Regions from separate parts of the Mus musculus genome. Here region 1 is linked to region 2. A link is a contact called in public Hi-C data. All regions are on one chromosome and are shown on one strand. Each heading gives the region's core, a stretch centred on a gene start, on an enhancer-like site or on the middle of the called end of the contact. The rest is flanking DNA. Distances are from core to core; before and after follow the strand shown. Region 1 has its middle 26 kb from the start of Nyx. Region 2 has its middle 51 kb from the start of Gm34661.

Region 1 (2,700 bases), core at 53-2,552, 36 kb after region 2:
GCCACATAGAACTTTCTAGTCTATATTTAGCTGACTGTGCATTTGTCTGGTGTCGTTCAATGCATTTCCTCCATCTGTCACATTGCTTTAAACAGTGGTTAGATGTGGAGGTTGAATTGGCTTTGCAATCTTTCTGCTTGTTTTTAGTTTGGTGTGAGTAACATTGGCACCAGAGTTGGCCATTCTCTGTTGTGTTTTTTTTGTTTTTGTTTTGTTGTTGTTGTTGTTGTTGTTGGGGACTAGACCTGGGGCCTTGCATATGTTAGACTCTAACTCTAGCTTTTGATTTGGTTCTGAGACCTTTCACAAGGTCTTGGTTAAGTGAGTCAGGCTGAGTTTAAACTCACCCACTCAGTGGCCCAGCTTTTATTTTGTAATCTTCCTGCTTCAGTCCCCTGAGTAGATAGGATTCTAGGCCAGTGTCACCAGGCCCTGGAGCTGTGTCATTATACTGCATCACATCACACAGGAGGAGGAGGAGGAAGAGGAGGAGGAGGAGGAGGAGGAATAGAATGTTCTGGTCCTGACATTTGGGAGCATGCTTAGATGAAATATTAGAATCCATGATGCTATTGCAATATAATGCCTTTTCCCATTCCATTGTTTTTGTTTGTATGAGCTGTGATTTAAAAAAAAAAAAGTGGTACAGATCCAGCTCAGAGGCTCAGACATGCTGGGCAAGGGCTTTACCATGAAGCCATGCTCTAAGCCCACTATGAATTTATCTATCTATCTATCTATCTATCTATCTATCTATCTATCTATCCACTTTACATCCCAATACCTGTCCCTCTCCTCCCAGTCTCCCTCCCACATCTTCTCCCCCCATTCTTTCTTCTTCTTCTCTGAGAAGGAGAATCTCCCCCTGCCTCCCATCGCCCCAACCTTGGCATATCAAGTCACTGCAGGACTATATGCATCCTTTTCTACTGACACAAGTTTTTCCAGCAACAGGGTTCCCTCATATTGTGCTTTTTTATTGCTTTTATTTCCTTTTCCAGGTCTTAAACAGTTTTATTCATTTCCTTCGACTGTTTAGTTGTATTTTCCTGTATATCTTTAAAGGATTTATTAGTTTCCTCTTTAAAGGCCTGTACATATCTGATTGTATTTTCCTGAAGTTCTCTAAGGGATTTCTTAGTTTCCTCTTTAAAAGCATCAATTATCTTTACAAGGATGTTTTAAAGGTCACTTTCTTGTGCTTTGGTTGGGTTAGGATAGCCAGGGCTTGCTGTAGAGATAGCTTTGCTCTGAAGGTGCCATATTGCCCTGGCTCTTGCTGTTTGTGTTCCCTGGATATTCCTGGTGTAGGAGGTATCAGGAAGGCAGCTCTAATCTGGATGTTTCCCATGCAGCAGGCCTTGGGTGGGCAGCCTTCGACTAGATGTTCTTGATGTAGCAGGCCTGGGTGTTCCTTCTTTGATTGGCTTGATGGGGGCTAGCAGAGCAGTGGCCAGACAATGGAGCTCTGACACAGCCAGCAGCTAGCTCAGAGCAACTGGGCATGCTGTGTCCCAGGAGAAGGGCAGGGGAACTGGTGTCTGGGTGGGGGGCACCTAACCTGGTTTTCATTGTTCAGCAGGCCTGATGGAGGCTGGCAGAGCAGTGGCCAGACCTATAATACTAATTCTTAGCCAAATCCAGGGATGAACGCTGTGAGGATACAATAGAGAAAGTAATTGGATGGAGAGTTATTTCCAATGACAGGACTGTTACCTTATTAGTGGGCATTACCTTATCAGTCCCTATGCTTGACTTTTAACTCTGATTAGGAATATAAATCAGAGAAGATGGAGACAGGAACATTTCTTTATTTGCTTTCTTTCTTTTCGTTGTTGTTGTTTTCTTTTGTTTTTGTTTAATTTCCCCTTAGAACTAGAACTAAGAGATGTCTGTGAGCAGCCATGTGAGTGCTGGGAATTGAATCAGAGTCCTTTACTAAGCCACCTCTCCAGTCCCTCAAACCAATAAAAAAAAAAATTAAAGGCAAGCTAAGGAGGTAAAGGTGGGCAGTTGAGTGATAAGACATAGTTTTATGATTACTGTCAAAGCTGACATCCTGAATCCCTATGGAGGAGGAAGGACAGTGATGAAGATGGCAAGCATGAGAGTTCCTGAGTGAGGTAACAGACATTTCTAGCTTTTTGGAGATTAGTCTTTATTATTTTTATTTATCTGATTGTGTGGATGAATGCCTTATGTGTCCAGATTCCCATAAAGACCAAAAGAGGGCATTGGATGTCCCAGAGATAGAATCACAAGTGGCTATAAGGCAGTCCCCATGAGTAAGTTTGATGGGAATATAAGTGGGGAAGATGCAAACAGAGCTTTTCTTTTGTTTTCTTTCTTTCTTATTGGGGGAAGGGCGTTCCCTCAGAACCAGAGCTAGGAGCTGGCTGTGAGCAGCAATGCGTGTGCTGGGAACCAAACCAGGGTCTTCTGCCAAAGCAGGTGGCCTTAACTGGTGAGCCATTCCTTCAGCCCCCCCGCCCTCCCCCCCAGGTGCTTATCTTTAAAAAAAAAAGTTACGATTTATTTCTTCTGTGGGCATGAATGGGTACCACAGGACCCACGCAGAAGAAAGTCAGAGGAAAATCTGTGGAAATCTGTCCTCTCCCTCCACCATATGGACCACAGGAATTGAACCCAGGTAATTGGGCTTTGTGGCAAATGCCCACTGAGTCATCTTGCTGGCCTGAG
Region 2 (2,700 bases), core at 100-2,599:
CCAGGTGCTGGAATTAAAGGCGTGCGCCACCACTGCCTGGTTCAGGTGTGCTTTTAAGCACAAAAACCATATCCACAGGTTGAGAATTGCTGTTTTAAGGTTTGAGGGCCTACCAAGGCAGTGGTTCTCAGCTTACGGGGTGTGAATCTTTTGGGGTCAAATGATCCTTCCACAGGGATCACTTAAGACCATTAGAAAACCCAGACATTTACATTACAATTCATAACAGTAGCAAAATTGCAGTTATGAAGTGGGAAAGGCAGAGGTAGCACACAACTTTAATCTCAGTACTCAGGAGGCAGAAGCAGGCAGATCTCTGTGAGTTTGAGGCCAGCCTGGTCTATAGAGTGAGTTCCAGGACAGCCAGGGCTACACAGAGAGAAAAAAATGAAGCACAATGAAAATAATGTTATGGTTGGAGGTCAGCACATCATGAGAAACTGTATTAGAGGGTTGAAGCATTAGGAAGGTTGAGAACCACTGTTAAGGTATGGGGCTCTGGTCCACTATCTTCCTAGATAACCCTAGCTTGTGGGGGCTGGAGATATGATTTAATTCTCAACATTAACATCAGGCAGTTCACAAACTAGCACAGCATGAATTCCTATCATTCCCAGGCAATCAAATATTATTTACAGTCTGTGAGGACTGGGAAAGACCTTGATCTTATGCTTTGAGATGGAAGGTAGCATAGAATAAAAGCTCAACAACACTTGCTGATTCACGACTGCTTTATTTATCTATTTATTTAAATTCAAGGCTTGGAGTTACCATCCTATTTGGAGAATGCCATTTCCTTTTATCATGATTTCCCCCTCTGCTTCTTTCTATTATGAGCACAGATGGTTACATTCTTAATGACCTTCCATTGCTTGTTGGCTGTAGTAGCCTGGAATTGGAATGGTGCAATATCAGGAATCTCTCTCTCCCTTTTCTTTTTGTTCTGGTGTGTGTGTAGGTCTTATGCATTCCATGCTAGCCTTAAACTTACCATGCAATGAAGGATGGCTCCTGACTGTCCAGTCTCTACTTCTCAAGTGCTGGGATTACAGGCTCACATCTTTATTATATCACACTGGGATCTTCTGCCTCTTCTATTTTCTCTTTACATTTTTCAGTTGTTTCCAAATCTTCTACTTTTCTCCCTGTCCTGATTTTCCTTTTTGTGTGTTCTGGAAAAGAACCTCTAAGGGCAGGTTTCTGTTGTTGGACAAAATGAGACTTTTCTTGGCTAAGGTTTGAGTCATATAAATTCTAATGAATTGATTCACTCAATAGCTATTTACCAAGTGCTTGCTAGGTGCCTGGCAGGACTCCAGGAGTTGGGATCACACAGGAGCACATCCATTCTCTGAATCAGAACCACAGAAATGGTAAATATGGGGGCTGAGGAGATGGCTCAGTTCCTAGCACCAACATGAGACAGCTCACAACTCCCTGTAATTCTAACTACAGAGGGGCCCAAACTCTGTTCTGTCTTCTACAGGCATTGCACTCATGAGCATGTACACACACACACACACACACACACACAGGTAAAATCTTAAACAAATAAGCAAATGCACATAACACAGTAGAGATGTTGCTCATGGTTGGAACACTTGCCTAGCATCCTCAAGGCCCTGGGTTCCATCCTCAGCACCAAATGAAATGTACTATACAGAGAACTGTAGGATGAAGGCATATGGCTGAGGATAGAGAATGAAGTGAGGCCTGACTTAAGAAATGGATTGAAATCTGATTGATTTGTCTTGTATCTAAGTCTTACTACCCAAGAAATGATTTTAACATTTCACATATAAACCTATACAGCAAGCTATATTTTAAATGGATGTACTTGATAATAATTACAATGAAATAGATTTGTATGCATGTGCGCATGTGTGTGTATTGTGATGGATGGAACCCAGGGTTCCTTTTATGTTAGTAGTAGAGCAAGTGCCCCACAACTGAGTTACATCCCAGCCCCCACATAGAATAGTTTTTAGGTGTTTTTTTGGGTGCTATATGAATAAATACGTAAGTTTGAAATTATATTTTAAAGCTGGGCATGATGGCAAAGGCCTGTAATTCCAGCATTTGGGAGGCTGAGGTAGGAGGATGGTGATTTGGGGAGAAGCCTGAACTACATAGCAAGACCTTGTCTACTATTTTTTTTTTTTTTTTGAGACAGTGTCTCACTATGAAGCCTTGGCTGGCCTGGATCTTGAAGCAGACCAGGCTGGCTTTGAAGTCATGGAGATCCACCTGTCTCTGCCTCTCAAGTGCTAGGATTAAAGGTCTATGATACCATGCCTGGCCATTTAAAAACCACTATTTATTTATTTTTAATTTATTTATTATTCATGCAGTGTGTGTGTGTCTGTGTGTGTGTGTGTGTGTGTGTGTGTGTGTGTGTGTGTGTGAGACAAAATACAGGAGTCAGTTCTTTTCCACCATGTAGGTTCTAGGAATTGACCTCTTGGTGGCAAGCAGTACCCAGTGAGCCACCTTACCCACCTGAGTGTGGCGTTTTTAATCTGTCCATCTTGTACATAGTATTTGAGAAGGGAATAGCATTGTAGTACATTTTGTTTTGCTTGCTTGGTTTTTGTTTTTGGCCTTGACTTTGAAATGTAGCTAAGGATGACCTTGAATTTCCGATTCTCCTGCATTTTATTTTCACAAAGTGCTGTGGATTGAACCAGGAGTACATGCTCT

Evidence for each region. Hi-C and Micro-C count contacts between places; a contact is called where the count stands out from the background.
Region 1: a contact with region 2 is called in a Hi-C map of cumulus cells, with 1.6 times the contacts expected there. The contact joins two enhancer-like sites. A contact is called at or near these places in 4 of 484 Hi-C or Micro-C datasets (CD4 T cells, DN3 thymocytes, cumulus cells and 1 more).

What each region holds. Positions count from the first base shown.
Region 1 is chrX:13,433,554-13,436,253 of GRCm38.p6, forward strand. No RefSeq gene overlaps it. Among named protein-coding and RNA genes, the nearest start is that of Nyx, 26 kb to the right of the region's middle. Within about 2 kb of position 1,303, at least 2 of the 459 cell types and tissues checked have an H3K27ac peak or open chromatin away from gene starts, as enhancers often do.
Region 2 is chrX:13,397,367-13,400,066 of GRCm38.p6, forward strand. No RefSeq gene overlaps it. Among named protein-coding and RNA genes, the nearest start is that of Gm34661, 51 kb to the left of the region's middle. Within about 2 kb of position 1,350, at least 9 of the 459 cell types and tissues checked have an H3K27ac peak or open chromatin away from gene starts, as enhancers often do.